Regions from separate parts of the Zea mays genome. Here all the other regions are linked to region 1. Evidence: chromatin contacts called from public Hi-C data. All regions are on one chromosome and are shown on one strand. Each heading gives the region's core, a stretch centred on a gene start, on an enhancer-like site or on the middle of the called end of the contact. The rest is flanking DNA. Distances are from core to core; before and after follow the strand shown. Region 1 holds the start of LOC100282947 (DNA-binding protein HEXBP). Region 2 holds the start of LOC100282047 (xyloglucan endotransglucosylase/hydrolase protein 32). Region 3 holds the start of LOC100285875 (ATG1).

Region 1 (3,052 bases), core at 227-2,726:
ATAGTCGAAGTGATGAACTTGGAAAACATTACTACAAGCATGTTGCTACACCGCCTAGTAATCAAGAGATGGTTTGTGTAGTTGGAAGGATATAGTTATCATTGTTCAGAGTACTGTCATAGTGTCATTCTTTTGCTCCTTTATTTACTGATGTAACCACACCTCACTATACATGTCCCTTTTTAATTAAGTGAGGGTGCGAACATTAAGTGAGGCCTTGTATGTCACTTTTAATTAGAAATAAGTACTTATTGTTGTAGAACAATTATGGCACTAGTAATCAAGAGAAGTCTGCTTTGTGTATGATTAATTGTGCCACTATTAACATGATCATCCATGTGGTGAAATAATACTTGCTTGTGTTTTGAACCTTGAACGACTTGTGGTTGGTAAACTCACCACCACTGTACAATAGTAGACCACATTCTGTTATGCAGGGAACCAAACAAACAAGGCATCGTGCTATGTAGGAAATTTTACACATGAAACCAAACAAGCACTCCTAGCTAACTGGATGCAACCCCTGACAGCCTGCCTAATACAACCAGGCATCAACTGTAAAATGCACAATCTTCGGTGAAAAGACAAAATACAGATGTGGTTAGTATCAATTCGTACTTCGACAACAAGCAAGATTAGCTTCCTTTGCAGACTTCAAACCAAGAGACAAAAGATGGAAACATTCTATGACCATCCGAATGTGTGAAGAGTTGGTTTAAGTATTCAAAGATTTGGCTCACATATGAAGAATATAAGATAATGTCATGAAGCTAAGTGCGATGAATCAAGCTCGAGTTAAGTGGAGTCATAATCATTCATATTAATGTCATGAAGCTAAGTGCGATGAATCAAGCTCGAGTTAAGTGGAGTCATAATCATTCATATTCTAAAGTAACCACTCAAAAAAGTCTATATGTGGTAATTACCATAACTATATTCTTGTTTTACGGGAACCCGCCGTTCCATATTTAGTACCGAAGTACTCTCTCCGTTTTTTTATTTGTCGTCGTTTAGTTCAAAAATAAACTAGCGAGACAAATATTCGAAAACGAAGGTAATATTAGTCATTAACTTGTAAATTATCAAGCACAAAATACTATTTCTAGTTACGGATAAACCTTTTCTACATTCAATCGAAAATGTTTTCGAGATTTGATAAAAGGTTCAACCTTAATAAATATAAAATAAAAATGTTCCGTTTGCTTATTTATAATGCACTATTAAATATATTTTTTGTTTGTTTTATTTGAAACCAATGTATCACTAGACACTGGAACATTTTGAAATGTCATACTAAGATAATAAACACAGAATCAAGAAGAATAGAAATTAAAAAGAGATCAGAAAAAGAGAAATTGCTAAAAAAGAAAACGCGAAACGGCCCAGGACAAGGCCCGTGGGCCGTGGTGAGCTCTCCGTGTCCGTCGGCCGAGCCGAACCCTCGGACTGGGCTACCGCCGCATGCCCCGTCCCGAATCCATTCCGTTCACCCCGTCCCCCTCGTTCTCTCTCTCGTTGCGACGACTGTGTGGAGTACCGCCCCCGCCCCCTCACCCTCACCCCCCGACGCCGACGCCCTAGGCGGCTACGCCAGGTCCCGAGGGACGGGCCCTTCATCTTCGTCAGTCTATTCGCCGGGCGACGAGCACCCGCCAGGTATTCTTACCCTTCTCTTCCGTTCCCGCTGTGTGAAACGGAGCACCTAAACCCTAACTTAAATCTGAATGCATTTGTCTATTCGGTGCCTGAAAACTTCGAACTTTTTGCAAAAAATATCTTGTGTACCATGTCTCTCTAGGTTTTGTTAAACAAGTTAGGGGTACAAATACAATACATTCTACAGGAGAATCAATCCAGAGGGGGGTTGGGCGATCCCTCTCCCACCACCCAAACCCCTCCTGCCTGGAAGGACATAATCCATTTTGTTTGATTGCCAATTTGGGATAGGTTTCGATTGTTATGGATTTGCATGTATTTCAATATTTGGCTCATGGCTGAGGCAAGTTTTAGACCATTTGACTATGTACATGATAAAATCAGTGTAGTAAACAAGATATATTATTTCTCTTGCATAATAAGATACTGAGCGAGTATCACGTATACAGAGACAACTTTGACTCAGTAATACACTAGAAATTTGTGTCTAGTTAGGCCCAACACTCAGTAACTTGGTCAATATACCAAACTTGCTCTCCCGCTGAAGCTGAGAGGTGGGCTATGAAGCAGCATCTGCACTGTGAGAGACTGAGAGCACAAATGAATCCATCAAAAGTGGTCACTAAGGAACACTGAACTGCAAAAACGAAGATAAATAAAGCATTTGTTAGAGTAAAAATAATGATCACTGAAAACTTCACGAATTGCGTTTTGCAAAGAGCACACCACTATTGAGATACTAACAATAAAGGATTTCAAGACGATTTCGTTTTGGGGCCTAAGCAATATTAAATCAGTCCTCCTCAAATAGAAAATTTAATCGGTGCTATATCAGTACATAAAAAAAGAATGCTGGATGAAAACATGTTTTTTTCCTTGTACTCGGAAAAGTGAAAAACAAAGTTTTGCTTGACCGCTGAACATATATGGATAAATAGCTCTGTGTTAAGTTCTTCCAGAATACTGTCCACGGAAAATTTCTGCTAAAATTGAGAATTACTAAATTACAAAAACTCTGAAAGTATCAATTTAGCAGTAGCACTAGACACTAGGATATTTATCCAAATAAAATGGACTTAATATCACAGGGAAAAACCTCAAATTAATCTGATCACCATACATTTTAAAAATAATATACTAGTACAGCATGAAAATAACTAGTACTCGGAAAAATGTAGAATAGACATAGAGTAACGATTTTCTGAACAATTTAGCAGAGCAAGAACTCAGTCAGATAGGTTAACCAAGAACAAATGAGAGTAGCACTGTAGCAGTAAGCTAGTAACGACCAGATAAAATTATATAATGCATACCAATGATACTGATATAATACTCTATTCTGCAGTGAACTAGTGAAGTATGGCCAGAGACAAGTGAAAACAATTGAAAATAGTAA
Region 2 (3,119 bases), core at 111-2,610, 160 kb before region 1:
ATAATTTCATTTTTGTTTTCAGAACACAACCTGACAATGATAATTCTATATCAGATTGGATCGTCTTTCATCTTCCAAGTTGTAATATTCAAATATACGTTTGTGTTGCGAATGCGAGGTGCTCGCGGTTCCATATAGCTCTGACACCCTCAGCTCGCCACTGTAGTCTGTAGGTATAGCGCAGCGCAGCGTCTCAGCACTCGGGGTAGAGCGCGCGGTCCCTGGTTGAGTCGAGGCAGTAGTAATACACCATGGAGTTCCGCTGCGCCCACCGCATGGCGGCCTCCTGCTGCGCGCTGATCGCCGCCGTCCCCGGCGCCGCCGGAGACGCCGGCACTGGCTGGCAGTCCGCGGACGCGTCCGCGGCGCACCCGCCGACCCTGAGGCCGGCGAACCGCGACACGAACGGCTGGTACCGGTAGTCGGCGCGGTAGCGGCCGCCGTCGGTGGCCCAGTCGGAGGCGTCCCAGATGGAGCCGTACGCCCACATCTCCCGGTCAGGGAACGTGGCCTCCGCCTTCCTCTCGTACCGCCTGACGGGCACGTCGTCCACCAGGAACCTGCACGCAGGCGCAGCTCATGCCATGTGATGTGAGTGATCGACCGGGCAGGCAGGCAGCTAATGGCGCGCAGGGGGCCGGGGGAAGGGACACGGAGAGACTCACAGGATCTGGTCGGGGTTCCAGATGATGGCGTAGTGGTGGAAGTCGGCGGTGGGGTCGAACCAGAGGTGGAACCGCATCTCCCGGCCGACGATGGTGCCGTCGCCGCTGCCGCGCACGTACACGTTGGTCTGCAGCGTGTACGGCTCCCCCGGCACCGTCCCCAGCAGCTCCATGTCGATCTCGTCGTGGTGCCCCGGGTACTCCTCGCTGTTCGACAGCTGCATCGGCAGCAACGGCCAGGCACTGAATCTACTGCATTCTCTTATATAGAGGTAATATATATATACTCTCATGCACTCACGTAGAAGGCGGTGTTGACGCCGGCGGTGTACCCCGGCTGCACCCTGACGGACGCGCCGAAGTAGCCGTTCCGGTACGCCCGCGCAGACTTGAACCCGCTGCCCGAGCTGCTGTCCATCCAGAGCGTCAGGGACTTGCCGTCCGGCGACAGCGTCTGGTGCTGCGCGCCCCACAGGGTGCGGTAGGCCTCGGAGAAGCCCAGCGGCCTGAACATGCCGCTGGGGTAGTATCCCGGCGACGGAGGCTGCTGCTGCTGCTGGGCTCTGCACGGCCGCAGCTGCACCGCGAGCAGAGCAAGCGCGCATGCCAGGAGAAGAGCCGCTGCTTGCCGCACCGGCGGAAGGTCACAAGGCCTTGCCATCCGGAGAGGACTTGGTGACCGTGTTGATATATTGAACGTGTCCAGTTCTGCAAGACGTTTTATAGGAGGTGAGAATGCCATCAGGCCTGTTGTGAGGTGTTGGTCCTGCAGAGTAGGAACATGTTGATGGGGACGAACTTTGGAGGCTTGGGGCCCAGGATGAGCAAGTGAAGTGTACTAGCTACTAAGAGTGGACATGGTTTCGGCCCCAAAAGTAAATGCAACAGTAAAATTTGCGCCGTACACTGTTTAGTCCGTGCTGAAATCCAAGCATCCAATGATGCAGCAGCGGAATTTTGCTGCAAAATGCGACATGTTTCTTGCTTATTCTTCCAATAATGGCGGCCAAGTATTCCACCACACTTTCGGCTTACTGTCCCCCACAAACAGCAAAGAATAAACCAAGCTAATTTTACCGCTCCTTCCTTTTGATCCAAGTAAAATAGGTTCTTTCCTGCGATGCTATATTCAGGCATATACAGGGTCTGTTTGGGACAGTTCTATTACTAGAATCTGGATATTGGGAACTTACGTTGCGAAGGAACATGAAAGAGTCTACATGGTCTAGAATTTATAAATAGGCGAATTTCTTCCGTCGTGACGACTCAATGGATTTTACATTCATATTGATTTGGATGATTTTCACTGAAGCGGACTGAGAAGCGAAACGTAGACTACCCGAGCCGATTATAACGGCGAGAATCCAACCAGAAGCCGAAACAAATAGATCCACATCATTTCGGCCGCACCGCACTAGTAAATTACTAGCAACTTGCACACCAATTCGACAAAAGTTTAATCATCTGTCCAAGGACAATTTTTTTTTAAAAAAATAAACCTTATCATCCTTTCAGCACTGTGAATTACATATCAGGTGTATATATTTAATAATCAGGTCTTACGCCTCTAGTTACTAAATAGTTTTTTGCAAAGAACACTATCTGAAGTTGTGGGGTATAGTGGTAGAAAATGTTATTTATAAAATATAACGAGCAAACATATATGCTAATTGTTAGATCTGAGATGAATAATGATGATTTAATATGTGCATACCAAAATTTTTTATACATTAGATACGTTCTCTTCAGCATTTAAGACATGCATTGCATGACCGCCCTTCACCATCGCAACCGACACACACTTCGTTGACGAACTGAAAAGAACGCACCGCTGATCACCTAGCTAGATTTGAATAGTCGGATGGCGATTTTGCTAGCCAATAATCTCAACAATAGCGCCGCGAAATTTCAGAGATGTGATTTGCAGAAACTAAATCTTCGGTGGTGCATTATTTGTACTCATGCTGGGGTATAGACTGCGCCGAAAGCGGCTGAGCTTGAAGACGAGGACAAGGTCCTTGAAGCTAGACTGTTGACGAAGCATGCATCTGCATGGTTGCTGCTTGTCACCTTCCTCTTCGTCACAGGCAGCACAGGAGCATCAATCATTGGAGCCAGAGCTCCGTCACAAAGCGCCGGTTTCGGACACTGTGTGACGCACTGCACATATAAACTGAAATCTGAACTACTATATATAAAGGCGAATGATCAGCTTCGGTTTTTTTTTTGTAGCTGTTCAAGGCTTCAAGCTCTATGAATGGAATTGTTGGGGTCGTGCTTCGGTGCGCCGAAGGTCTCACACGAAGAAGCAGCTTCGGCTGAAGTCGTCTCCAAGAGATGGCCGAAGGTCCCTTTTCATGGAGCTTCGGCGTTTTAAACCGACATAGAGATAGAATGACCTTTTTATACATATAGGTCTGAGTCAATGCTGTAAACTTTCGCAAGGGGCATAAT
Region 3 (3,226 bases), core at 18-2,517, 240 kb before region 1:
CCCCTGGCCAAATGTACTACAATCACAATAGCTTAAATCGAATCATGCCACAGATATCCCCAGTTCTGGTGTGAAAACAAATTCAAATCCACCTAGAGCTCAAGCTTATAATCTAGTAAACCTATAGTATCACTCAGTGGAAGGAGTATACCAATAGTATTACTTGAAAACAAGTATGTATACTGTGTTCAACCAACATTTGTCAGCATTCCCCTAACAAAAATTACCCGATCCCCAGCTCATCAATCACATCAGCCTAGAGTTAAAGTCAATCACGCTGCGGATATCCCCCAGCGCAGAATGAAATCAAATCCAATCCACCTATGCCTGATGCCTCGTACTCACGATCCAGTAGATCTCAAACCAGAAGGCGGGCAAAATCTTACGAGCTTGCCTTTGCTCCCTCCGCCGCTGCAGCCACATTGGACCCTTGAGCGGCGGCCGCCTCAGCCTCAGCCTCGAGGCGCTTCTTGTTTCGCTCGAGCGCCTCGCCGACCTCCTTGGGCATGTACTTCTCGTCGTGCTTGGCGAGCACCTCGGTGCCGCGCAAGAAGCACGCGCACTCCCGCGCCTTCTCGGTCACCTTCCTCCCGTCGTCGCGTCGGAGGTCGTCGGTGTAGGGCTTGAGGAGGCCCTCGACGACGACGGAGTGACCCTCGCGGAAGAGGTCAGGCAGCGCGCCCTCGTACCGGACGAGCACGTCGGTAATGAGGTCCGTGACGACGAACTCGATCTCGGGGGAGGACGACGAGGGGTGCGCAACGGAGCCCTCGAGGACGAGGCCGCCTAGGCGGACGCGGGACTTGGAGGGGTCGGCGGTGAATTTGGACAGCGCGTCGGTGGGCGTGACGTAGAAGACGAGCTGGTCCTGGAACGTGGCGAGCACGGTGACTACGAAGCCGGCCGTGCAGGCGAAGGCGAGTCCGTAGGACCAGAGGCGGCGAGTCTGCAACTGCCGCGCGCGGGCGCCGATGTCCGCGGTGCGGGGACGGGAGGAGGGCCCCGCCCGCCGCGTGGCGGAGGCGAAGTTGCGGAGGAAGGGGCCGAGCGGGGTGGGGGTGGCGGCGGCCGCCGCCGTGCGCGGGGTGGGGATGGGTCCCGTTGCGTGGAGGAGGCTGGAGAGGAGGCGACTTCTAGAGGGGATGAGGCGCGAGAAGGCCATGGGGTCGGATCCGGTTGGACTTGTGCCGGAAGGGGAAAGGCCTGGGCGCGGCGGTCGACTGCCGGTCGGCTTGTTGCGCGCGGCATGGCGCACTCCGGCGTTGGCGGTGCCGAGCTTGGACTCGTGGATATTTAAGGCTGTGTAATTTTGCAACGTAGATATGGTATTGTTTGTAGGGTGAATTTTGAAAATAAAATAAGAGAACTGCGGGAGAATGCTTGAAGGTCACCTATTTCCTTTAGCAATTTTATCATGTCAATTATACTATTGTAAAAAAACAGTAACTAAGATATGTTATTATTTTCGTTGATGTGTCATGTTAAATCACCATTTTACTGTCTACATTTGTACAGAGAGGGACATGAACTGTTTTACCATCTCTATCTCTAGCACGAATCTAAAGGGCATGGCATGACATGCCAGCAACAAAAGGTACAAAGAACCAATAAAATCTAAATTTGAAAAGAAAATAGACCAAGTCCAATTTACAACAAAATTTTGATGTCTAATACTTAATATGGTTATTTAGATTAACAATATTTGCTAGTTTTTATATAATTTAAATGATATTTAGATTTAGGAAAAGTAATAGTCCGGATGATCAACACCTTTCCGGTTACTAGGCCTTTTTCTTAGAGTTCTTAGTTGTGGCGGATCCAGGATTAGAGTAAAGAAGGGGCTGATTTCATAGCGGCTATAGGTGGAGGCAACATAAACTAGAAATAAGAGTTATTTTTCTCTCTTATTCTTCTTTCTTCCTTACCCTCCACCTCTTTTCTGAATGAGGGGTTAATTTCTCTCTTCTTCTTCTTCCTCCTCTATCTTTCACCTCTATATTTAATGGAGTTCCATTTCTGCAGGGGGCTGGAGCCTCCGGCCCCTCGCCTCAGATCCGTCGCTTGTTCTTAGACCTTTGCCTAATTAGAGTTTCTTAGCTTTCTGTGGTATATCCCAGCGTGGCCACCAACAATGTTGTTCTTCAATATGATCTATCGGTAATTCTTCGACCTATGCTCTGCAAGATACCAAAAGTATACATTGCCTTTCTACTATTTAGAACTGGGTATGAACAAGTCTATTACATTTCTATTTGTTCTCTTGTAACTCTTGGATATTGAAAAAAGGGACAATTGTGTTATACCCTTCTCCGATATTGTAATTGCGATTTTACCTCTTATTTTTCAACTTTGTGATTTTACCCCTCCGTTTAAAAAACGAAGGTGTCGTTTGCCCCTCCCGTATCACCGTTTGTGAAAATCAGAATTAGTGATTAAAAACTAAAAAATCAAAAGGTAAAATCAAAATTGCAAGGTGAGAAAAGGGTATAATCATAATTAATACTGAAAATAATGAAATTTTCATGGTTAATTGTGATTATACTCTTCTCCCACCTTGAAATTGTGATTTTACCTCTAATTTTTATTTTTTAACCATTAATTCTGATTTTCACTAACGGTATTAAGGGGAGGGGCAAACAGTAGCTTCGTTTTTAAAATAGAGGGGTAAAATCACAAAGTTGAAAAATAAGAGGTAAAATCACAATTACAAGGTCAGAGAATGATATAATCACAATTACCCCTTTAAAAATTATCACTGTACATTAATGTCGGCGTTCCGAGACCGGGGGGTCCCTAAGCCGACGAGTGAATGTCGCCGCGTGCCCCAGCCCAGATGGGTCGACGCGAGGCCGAGCGCAAAGGGGGAAGTGAGGTGGCCGGAGATGGGCGTGAGAGAGGTGGAAATCCCGCGGTCTTCGTGTTCGTCCCGCGCCCAGGTCGGGTGCGCTTGCAGTAGGGGGTTACAAGCGTCCACGCGGGAGAGGGAGCGAGCGGCCTCACGCGAGCGCCTGTCTCGTCCTCGTCCCCGCGCGGCCAACCTTCTCTAAGAGGGCCCTGGTCCTTCCTTTTATAGGCGTAAGGAGAGGATCCAGGTGTACAATGGGGGGTATAGCAAAGTGCTACGTGTCTAGCGGAGGAGAGCTAGCGCCCTAAGTACATGTCGTCGTGGCAGCCGGAGAGATTTTGGCACCCAGCTGGTGTGATGTCGTGGCCGTCGAAGGAGTGC

The links. A called contact is a pair of places that touch in the nucleus more often than the background predicts.
Region 2: a contact with region 1 is called in a Hi-C map of ear, with 7 times the contacts expected there. The contact joins the promoter of LOC100282047 here to the promoter of LOC100282947 in region 1. A contact is called at or near these places in 2 of 25 Hi-C or Micro-C datasets (ear and tassel).
Region 3: a contact with region 1 is called in a Hi-C map of tassel, with 2.9 times the contacts expected there. The contact joins the promoter of LOC100285875 here to the promoter of LOC100282947 in region 1. A contact is called at or near these places in 3 of 25 Hi-C or Micro-C datasets (ear, leaf and tassel).

What each region holds. Positions count from the first base shown.
Region 1 is chr1:87,219,017-87,222,068 of Zm-B73-REFERENCE-NAM-5.0, reverse strand. It overlaps LOC100282947 (DNA-binding protein HEXBP), which reads left to right and starts at 1,476. Exons shown (of 4, transcript NM_001155852.1): 1 at 1,476-1,656.
Region 2 is chr1:87,383,196-87,386,314 of Zm-B73-REFERENCE-NAM-5.0, reverse strand. LOC100282047 (xyloglucan endotransglucosylase/hydrolase protein 32) reads right to left here and starts at 1,360. Exons shown (of 3, transcript NM_001154960.2): 1 at 967-1,360; 2 at 666-883; 3 at 1-560. The coding sequence starts at 1,326. The coding sequence ends at 194.
Region 3 is chr1:87,458,539-87,461,764 of Zm-B73-REFERENCE-NAM-5.0, reverse strand. It overlaps LOC100285875 (ATG1), which reads right to left and starts at 1,267. Exons shown (of 1, transcript NM_001158765.2): 1 at 72-1,267. The coding sequence starts at 1,162. The coding sequence ends at 383.